2 separate regions of the Salmo salar genome follow, and region 1 is linked to region 2. Evidence: chromatin contacts called from public Hi-C data. All regions are on one chromosome and are shown on one strand. Each heading gives the region's core, a stretch centred on a gene start, on an enhancer-like site or on the middle of the called end of the contact. The rest is flanking DNA. Distances are from core to core; before and after follow the strand shown. Region 1 holds the start of LOC106582009 (raftlin). Region 2 overlaps LOC106582009 (raftlin).

Region 1 (4,825 bases), core at 175-2,674, 56 kb before region 2:
CACACAAATACGGATGGAATCGTACATGACGTACATCATTGTCCGTCAAAAGTACAACTCAAGACAACTATTTTCAGACGATTCGCCGCCATCAAAAGATGGACCATCTCATTCGTTAACTGATGACTCCCATTGGAAAAGCATTGGTTTCATCTCAAATACTCAGACACAAAATACTCAGACAACAGTGTGTAGCCAATTCTGGTGGCAATATCTGAACTGTCCAGCAATGTTTTTGCTGCTCCAGGAGAAAATAGTTTCCTCAATGATGCAAGAGCCCACATGTACCCAGCAGACCCGATGCTGACCTCCCATAATTGATCTGTCCCATCCACCTGCACAGTGGTGTAAAGTACTTAAGTAAATATGCTTTAAAGTACTACTTCAGTCGTTTTTGGGGGTATCTGTACTTTACTATTTATATTTTGGACAACTTTTATTTTTACTTCACTACACTCCTAAAGAATACGATGTACTTTTTACTCCGTACATTTTACCTGACACCTAAAAGTACTCGTTACATTTTGAATGCTTAGCTGGACAGGAAAATTGTCAAATTCACACACTTATCAACAGAACACGCCTGGTCATCTCTACTGCCTCTGATCTGGCGGACTCACTGAACACAAATGCTTTATTTGCAAAGTGAGTGTTGTTGTTGAGTATCTGGCTATCTGTAAATATAAAAAACACATTGTGCCATCTGGTTTTTATAAGGAATTTGAAATTATTTATACTTTTACTTTTGATACTTAAGTATATTTTAGCAACATTTAATGTTGATACTTAAGTATAAAAACCAAATACTTTTAGACTTTTACCAAAGTAATATTTTACTGGGTGACTCACTTTTTTCTATTAAATGAGCTTTACTTTTACTCAAGTTTGACAATTGGGTACTTATTCCACCACTGCACCTACATGAAGAATGACTTCCATGTTATGTTGCAATCACCTTCCAGTGTTGTTTTGCTTCAATGTTCGGTACTGTGAAAATCATGGGTTTCTGTGTCAGTCACCTATCTCCAGAGCAGTGGTCCCTCTCACAGACTGGTGTGAATAATGCATATGCAGCTATAGGGGGCCTCGACAGGGCCGTATTAAATATGTATAGTCACCACAGAAGTGCTGACACAACTTACCCACCAAAACATCCTCACACCCTGTACCCTACCCATAGTCAACCCCACCAAATTCTCAAGGAATATACTAGTATGTATAATATATTATATCTCTCTTTTAAATTACAATTTTTATTTTCCATCCTTCTGTCTCTTTTTCCACTTTTACTCCTTGTACACCCGTTCTTGCTTCCTCACCTCTCTTCATTTCGCTCTCTCTCCCTGGCATTTCCCACTTCTCCCTCCTTCCCTTTCGCCCTCTGTCTTTCCCCCAGCCACATGCTCAGATGGATTCTTCAGTCAGTAGACTGGAACTGGTGCGGCTCTCGGAGAAGCCTTGAGTGAGTGAAAGAGAGGGAGAGGGAAAGATAGAGGGGTGGAGGGGCTGCGCCGAACAGAGGTTGGGTCAGACAATCACGAGAGAGAGAGAGAGAGAGAGAGAGAAAGAGAGGTTGATATGTGACAGGATGTGGTTTCCCTGAGCTTGCAGTACATAGCCGATGCATACTTTGAGCATGACCTAAACGCACACGCTCTTAGTGTTTGCTGCGCACGGTTAGCTAGTGTCTAGCGAGGATAGAACAAGCCCGCGGAGCTACTGATCCCATCCAGATTTGTGTCTTCTCGCTGTCTTTTTTCCCCTCTTTGACCTGAAAGCCTCAGTTAGAGCTGTATCGGCAGGACCTGAGTGAAGAATCGCAGAGGATCTGAGCGTGGACTGTTGCGCTGTTCTCCTGTCAGTAGAATGTGTGTGTTTGTTCGAGGAGCCGTTCCAGTGGCTTTCTCTTGATCTCAATAGCGAACTTTCCAACTCCTGTAGTCAACAGCTTCTGATCAGGTAACTCCCTCTTCTTTCTACTTTAACTTGCATGTGTTTACCGCTAGTCTACATCCTTATTTCTTAAGGCTTGAGAAAATAAATATGTAGCCGATAGGAAAAGACACTGATAAAGACAGACTGTACAACTCTTTGGACAGAAGTCACAGACAACTTAGTGTTCTAGTTGTTTATAGCGTAACAACCGTTCAGAGGCAGATTAATGAGGATGCATGTATCAGTCAAGGGATGCCGCAAGCCACAAGTTTGGCTTGTGTGCAATGTCTTACAAGAAACTCCTGATCACCAACCCACACTCCTCCTATACACACACACACATAAACACCCGTTCATGCTCAGAGCAGTAATCATGCAGATCAATGAGCTGGTTGGTTTGAAGTCACATGTGCGGCACCAGAGGGGTGAGAATGCCAGAAATGTCTACCTGGCTCCAATCACTGAACCCTGATGGTAATTCAAGATGTGCTTGACATACAGTATTTAACCTTAGCCTCTACTGGAGAGAGAGAGTGAGAGTGTTTGCCAGTGTGAGGGAGGGACAAAGTAGAGAGTTGAAGGATGTGAGAAGGGATAAGAGGTTGGGAGAAAGAAGAGGGCATGAGAGAAATGCACACAGACAGGAAGAGTAAGAAGGAATGAGAGAGAGAGAGAGAGAGAGGGAGGGAGGGAGTGAGGAAGAGAGAGAGGAGTGAGTGAGTGAGGAAGAGAGAGAGTTCTGTGAGTGCTGTTTGAGTGAACTGTTAATCATTACCAGCTGGTGGGTTGTGAGGGCTGGGCTGTTAACCCTTTATTGTTGCTGGGTCACGAGCTAGCACACACACACACACACACACACACACACACACAGGGAAACACTTTTCACCAGGAACCCCCAAATTACTGCATCAGACTAGCCACAACCCAAATATAACTTGCCAGCTCTGAATGGGAAAGTCATTGTGGTAAATGCTCCATACTGTAGGCCTCATTTGAAACAGAAAATAATAGATGGGGCAAAAGGTGAAGCGAGGGAGCCGGAGCAGAAACAGCTTCATGATATAGTTACGTTGTCACATTGAATACTCGCCTGATATAATCTATAAGGCCTACATAGTAGGAACTCACTATTGTGTGATTCATAAAGTTGTTCATGTTTACAGAATTTCTGAAAATTGACTTCAGTCGTCCAGCTGCGTTGAAGTTCAAACTTCCATTTTAATCCAGTTCCCATATGTTTGCTACCGGACCAAGGTGTATAGATTTCTCTGCTACTGAGTTGAATTTGAATTGAATTGGCTTGAATTGAATTGACGAGTCTTGCTTGATTTTAAACCTTCATTGATGTTCTACTCTCCACAGCATGTACAGTGCAAACATTCACAGAGGGAAAAGGGAAAACGTTGACCACTAGTCTACAAGTTTACTGCATTTTACAGTAAAGTACTTGAACCTAGTTCTATCTTCCAATAAAACATAGTTTAAACAAGAACCAAAACTGAGAATTACTGAAATAATATTTCCATATTGAAAGATTCTACACACACAATCCCACACATACCGTATTTATCCCTATGTGCCTCCCTACAAGTACCTACCCACTGTATTTTAGGCCTTTTGGGTAAACAGCTTAGCCTGATTACTTGCTGAAAGATGACAGGTAATTCTTTGCACTTCTCCTGACAGCGATGACAGTCTAAGTGGATTATACTCTTGCATAAGCATCACATCTATATCCTTTGAAATGCTTGGGTACATGATCTGTGGCAAAGATTGTTCCTTTTTCTTTCTTTAGGGATGAGCTTTTGAAGAGACCAATTTATTCAAGCCTTTGGCATAGCCTTAAATGACTAAGAATGGATATTAAGAGAAGTCCCTTTGCTAGAAGGAAAACATGGTGGTATCCAGTATTCACTTGTTTTGCAGTGGCTAAGCGAGGAAGAAAACTCCCCTTTGATACTGTATTTCTCAAAGGAAAATTGACTGGGTGGTCAAGAATTGCAGCAGTATTGATCAAGTGATGTTCAAGGACTTGTCGATACTGTATCTGAAAAGCAAAACTTGGCTTCAGTTGGCTGTAATAAAAAAAAATGCCCTGCCTCCAGAAAGTTCGCATGAAAACCAATGAATCGTTCCTTGAAATCTTTATCCCTATGTTTTGAGAAATAGAATATGACCAAATAATTCATGTTTCTATTATCAACCGGCGGTTCCTCTTTCACATAGTTATTTTCCTTCTTGCTGTGTGCCATTCACTTTGGCCATGATCGGACTCATCCATTTGCTATGTTTACCCAGGATAGATTTAGAAATGTGTTGAGTTCAGAGTATTGTATAAAGCCCGTGTGAATAGATCAGATTATACATACTTTATCAAGATAATGACTGTCAAACACAGCAAATGCAAAATACAGAACTGAAAGTCAGAGACTGGGAGGAAATTAGAGAGAAGACCTTACAGGCAGTGAGAGAAAGAGAAGGGAGAAGGGAGAGATGAGAGCTTAGCCCTTGGAGAGAGGAAAATAGAGATATTGGTGTCTATTATTCTCCTGAGAGGGGAAGTAGTTCTAAAGGGGCTGGTTCCCATGGCAATAGCTCCCTACAGTATGTGTGTCTGGGTGCAGCATGTGTAGCCGGCTGTGCCCAGGCCTTGAGACGATAGAGGGATGGCTTGGCTGGAACCAGAGAGAACCAACCACCGGGCCAACCAGGACACTCAGCCTTGAAGCACTGGAGAGGCTCAAGCAGACGCTTGTTTACTACGCTCTGTTTTTACCAGCACTTATCTCCCCTCATCTTTCAGCAAGGCTCTTTCTTTATATGTGTCATTATGTCTTGTCCTTGGAGATTTCAATTGAATGTAATAAACTGTGTCTAGCTGTGGGTTTTC
Region 2 (5,077 bases), core at 1,940-4,439:
GATTTATGAGCAGCGAAACAAGAAAACAGGCTGGTTCACTGAGAATTCAATCAATATTGTTGTGTTGAAGCAGGAAGTGCAGCTTTTCTCAGAGATTTTGTTTTCGTATGGCACAGAACATGTCAAAACTTCTGTTTTAATTGATAGCAAACTGCTAAAACGAATCTGACTTTTAACATAAATGAGGAGTTATTACAGTATTTCTTTGCGCAGTATTCACAATCACGTTGGTAGAATGTGGTAGGATTGGTACAGTGTAGATATGTCGAGCTGTTTGTGGCCAAACTGTTTGTGGTCTTTAATCTAGAAACTCAGACCTTCCTCAAATGTCACTAATGTCACATTTCTGTGGGAGAATGGGTCATTTCGACGGAAATGTATTTGTTACTTTACATTCACATTAGTCAATATGTATTCACCATATAAGAATGTATACGTTAGACCATTTAATCAAGAAAATTAAGGCGAAATAATAACTGTAGAATTTTGCGGTCTAATGGATGGACATTCTACTTTAGCCAATCAGAAACATTCTTCACATTTTCTTCAACAAATGACTATGCTCTGATGAAGGTCGACTGACAAAGCTCGGCTACGATGAAAGACATTTGCATCTGACTGGAAGTGTGCAAAGACTTTTTCCTATTTCTACAATAAATGACTAAATGAACTGAATAGGACATACAGTAGATATGCATGTATAGGTTATTCATGTGGTGGACTCCATGCTGTATATAGGACTTAGCATGATTAACTGTTTAACACTCAATAATGTCATTCTAAATGCTCATGAAGATGCCTTACTACAAACAAAGATCATACCAAATACCTTCATCCATTACATTGAACAACAAGGGCATCATGTTTTCCCAGTGTTACCTCAGTTTCTCACAGGCTATATTACATTTAACCCAAAAGTGCATGGCCATTATCCGGAGAGGCATTATACGTAGAACTCTACCAGTAACAATACTGTGTGCTTGAGGCAACAGTTAACAGCATTGACATTGTTGTCGTTCGTTCCTAGCAATTGTATAGATGCCTGAGCTTTGAAGAGCACTAATTCAGTCACCAGAAACCAAATTATGTCAAAAAAAGATTAAAGACCAACAACAGAGTAAAGATGCCAATAAAGGAGAGTGAATGGAGAGTGCATTTTCAGACAGAGGACACTGTGGCTGTGTACGTGGGTGGGTGTTGAAAAACAGGGGTAGGGTTGTAGAGAATCTTAGGACCATGAATGTAATAAGAAATCTGAGGTGCTGGCTTAAGGCCGGTAGAAATCACTACAGAATGTCCGGTCAGAAGGATGAGGCCGATGTCCAGGTTAGGGGGAGTTTAATGGATGTGTGTTATCTGAACTCATGGTTCAGATAACTCATGGTTCAGATAACTCATGGTTCAGATAACTCATGGTTCAGAACATGGTTCAGAACATGGTTCAGATAACTCATGGTTCAGGTAACTCATGGTTCAGATAACTCATGGTTCAGATAACTCATGGTTCAGAACATGGTTCAGAACATGGTTCAGATAACTCATGGTTCAGGTAACTCATGGTTCAGGTAACTCATGGTTCAGGTAACTCATGGTTCAGATAACTCATGGTTCAGATAACTCATGGTTCAGATAACTCATGGTTCAGATAACTCATGGTTCAGGTAACTCATGGTTCAGATAAGTCATGGTTCAGAACATGGTTCGGATAACTGAGAATCATGTCCAGTGAGACCTGACATTAGCTACGGTTCTGAAAGGACAGCGGGGAGAAAGATAACTTAGGCTATAGCACTGCTATAATATGAACAACGTGGTGCCCGTATAGCACTGCAATGTGTGCATGCATATGTCGTATGCGTGTCTTCATATCTGACACGTGCTGTGGTTTGTCAGTGAGGGCAGATGCAGAAGAGATGGAAAACCACATACGCTTCCTGTGTGAGCAGAGGCGTTAGCGCACGTGTAGCGAGCGTGTGTCTTTAACCCAAATCCCAAGTGCACTACACTGTCATACCAGCAATCAATCTAACAGAAATGCATGTATTTTGGTATGCATCATACATAGTTCATCATCTGTTGTCAAGAGCTTGGGTAATCGTGGCTCTTTTGATGGGGTTTTAATGGTTTATGTGTTTATTCATGCCTACATTTATGCGTGTGTGTGTGTGTGTGTGATCGTACGATGTGACGATAATGGAATTTTGGGTAACGATTACTTGTCACGCAAATGGACACGGTTAGTGTCATAATTGTCCTTTTTGTTCAAATGTTTTGAGCATCATAATGCATCGGAATTATAGCTACGACAAACCTAGTGAATACAACCCAGCTTTGGTAGCACCCCTCTCTCAGAAACAAATAGTTTAGACCTCTTGGAACTTTTGGAAATGAAGCTTCTCCCAATGGTGCCGTTCTGCTCGTGTAAATGACTACCAACTTTACCCACTTCATGTAAAAATGAAAAACTGCTATTGGGTAATTTATATCTACTTGAGTATGAAGTTGAATCCCCCTTTCTCTTAAAATGAATATGTATTAAGACTATTATGATAATTATTTTTGAAGTTCACAGTTATTGTCCATAATTGTCGGTTATACGATTATACGATAATTGTGCCAGCCCTACTCGTACGTGTGCTTGTGCGTACGTGTATGCAAACACTATGTGTATAGTAGTATGTAATATCCATGTGTTTGCATTCTCTCTTTAGGGCTTGCAGGTGAAAACAGACTATGTTCCCCTGCTCCAGTCTCTTGCCATGTACGGCTGGAGACTCACATGTGTCCTGCCTACACCCATCATCAAGACCAACAGGTAACTACTTTCACCTTCCAATACACACTCTCACTAGTATTGATTTAGGGCCTGAATGACCACCATATCTCCTGGTTACCTAACTCTGGTATTGATTGGTCAACCTGAGTAACCCTCTGGAGATTAAACTGCCTTCTCTTTGATTTCAAAGAGCACCCATCTCATTTAGACAAAGCGATGGTCAGCCCATATCACTGGTCAATTAACAGCTCAACTTAAATGGATTGTGAAATCAGTCAGAAGAACTCAACAGGATGTTCAACGAAAATACTAACTGACCCCAATTGGCGGGTTCATATGTAACAGCGTGTGGTGCGAGACAGTTTAAACCCACAAATGTGTGTAACTGGAAAGTCCCTTCAGAGAAATGTAACGGTTCTTCTGCTCAGCTTCTGCTGACTCATTCATCTTATATGAGGGCTATGCACGCACACATTCGCTAACAGTCAACAGCTCAGTCATCTATCAGCAGTCACAACATGACTTCCAAGTCTTCAAAAATACTTGTCTCCCACCTGAAACCCCACTTTACACAGTCACAAGCGCTCATCATTATCACAAATCAGAACACGTCCAATCCAATATGTACCCATTGAATTGATTCTTTAAGAATAAAACGTTTAAATAAATGTACTTGTGAGCTTAGTTCAACTGTCGTACCACATCAGCACCCAAAATATAAGCTTGTTTTACTCCAATGTTTGTAAACAAAGTAAATGTAAACAAACACTGTATAGCCTAAAAACATGTTTAAAAGTATCATTTTAATATCGTGGATGGTCAGTCCTTGCATCCATAGAATTTGAGTGGTAACATTTCTCCAGCCCCATCCCCCCCTCCCGCTTTTTACTGAAACAATGTTGGGGAGAACGCTTTGTTATTGTTTCAACTACTGATTGCTGCTATTAGTCAGATTCATGAAATGTGTTGTGTTATGCTTACGAAGACTCCAAGTATATGCTTAGAGTTCAACACGGTTGCAGTTAAATGTTTACCATGCGTACCCTTGTCTCTGGGGGGTCGTGTTTGTGACCGTTCCGGAGCATAGCTGATTAATTACCGCTCTATTTTTATCCCTTGTTTATTCATCACTCTTTATTTTGATCAACTCTCTCTCAAAATGCAACAGCACAACAGCGCAACATGGCTAATTAATCAGAGGGCCGGCCTAGATAAAACCACACAGCAACGCTCATTTCTCTCCATCTCTGAAACACTTGTGTCTTTGTGCTCAGCAACGATGGCTGTTGACCCATTTCAGATTAGCTTAGTCATTACACTTGTATTATGTTGACTCTTCCATTTTCACAACTATATTAAGCTAATGCACGTTGGGATACTGTCTGAGGATGAGCAAAGTGTACTTCCTCTGAAGCAGTCTACACAGAGTCTGTTATGCAAAGACCTACTTACACACTAGTTAGCATCTAAAGTGAACATCCACCGGGACTCAAGGCTTTTTTACTCAACGTAACATGAATGTGAAGGTGCACATGGTAATGTACAGTATATTTCTGCCACATGGAACATGTTACATTTGGTGTAAATCTGATGTTTGGACATCGTAACTGTTTTAGTAAATAGGTAAGTGCTTCATAATACCATTATAAGAAATACTTAACATTACCACAGGTAACCACTAAACATGATACACCATGTTCCCTACCACTGTACCAAAGAAAGTCTTGTTGCTGGTATATGAAGTTTCTATTTCAGTACTGCAGACACAGACAGCTATGAGAGGACTGTAGCAGCAAGACACAGACAGCTATGAGAGGACTGTAGCAGCAAGACACAGACAGCTATGAGAGGACTATAGCAGCAAGACACAGACGGCTATGAGAGGACTGTAGCAGCAAGACACAGACAGTTATGAGAGGACTGTAGCAGCAAGACACAGACAGTTATGAGAGGACTGTAGCAGCAAGACACAGACAGCTATGAGAGGACTGTAGCAGCAAGACACAGACAGCTATGAGAGGACTGTAGCAGCAAGACACAGACAGCTATGAGAGGACTGTAGCAGCAAGACACAGACAGCTATGAGAGGACTGTAGCAGCAAGACACAGACAGCTATGAGAGGACTGTAGCAGCAAGACACAGACAGCTATGAGAGGACTGTAGCAGCAAGACACAGACAGCTATGAGAGGACTGTAGCAGCAAGGGGCCTGTAATTTTCAAACTGATCTGCTCCGTTCTACTTTAACGGGCTTGGGCTTTTTCTGAGGACTCAGGTTGGCTTTTCTGCTTTCATTCAGCA

The links. Hi-C and Micro-C count contacts between places; a contact is called where the count stands out from the background.
Region 1: a contact with region 2 is called in a Hi-C map of blood, with 2.2 times the contacts expected there. The contact joins the promoter of LOC106582009 here to the enhancer-like site in region 2. A contact is called at or near these places in 3 of 3 Hi-C or Micro-C datasets (blood, gill and muscle).

Annotation. Positions count from the first base shown.
Region 1 is chrssa02:36,476,194-36,481,018 of Ssal_v3.1, reverse strand. LOC106582009 (raftlin) reads left to right here and starts at 1,424. Exons shown (of 10, transcript XM_014164651.2): 1 at 1,424-1,959.
Region 2 is chrssa02:36,421,748-36,426,824 of Ssal_v3.1, reverse strand. It overlaps LOC106582009 (raftlin), which reads left to right. Exons shown (of 10, transcript XM_014164651.2): 8 at 2,712-2,815. Among protein-coding and RNA genes, the nearest start is that of vmo1, 18 kb to the right of the region's middle. Within about 2 kb of position 3,189, at least 3 of the 13 cell types and tissues checked have an H3K27ac peak or open chromatin away from gene starts, as enhancers often do.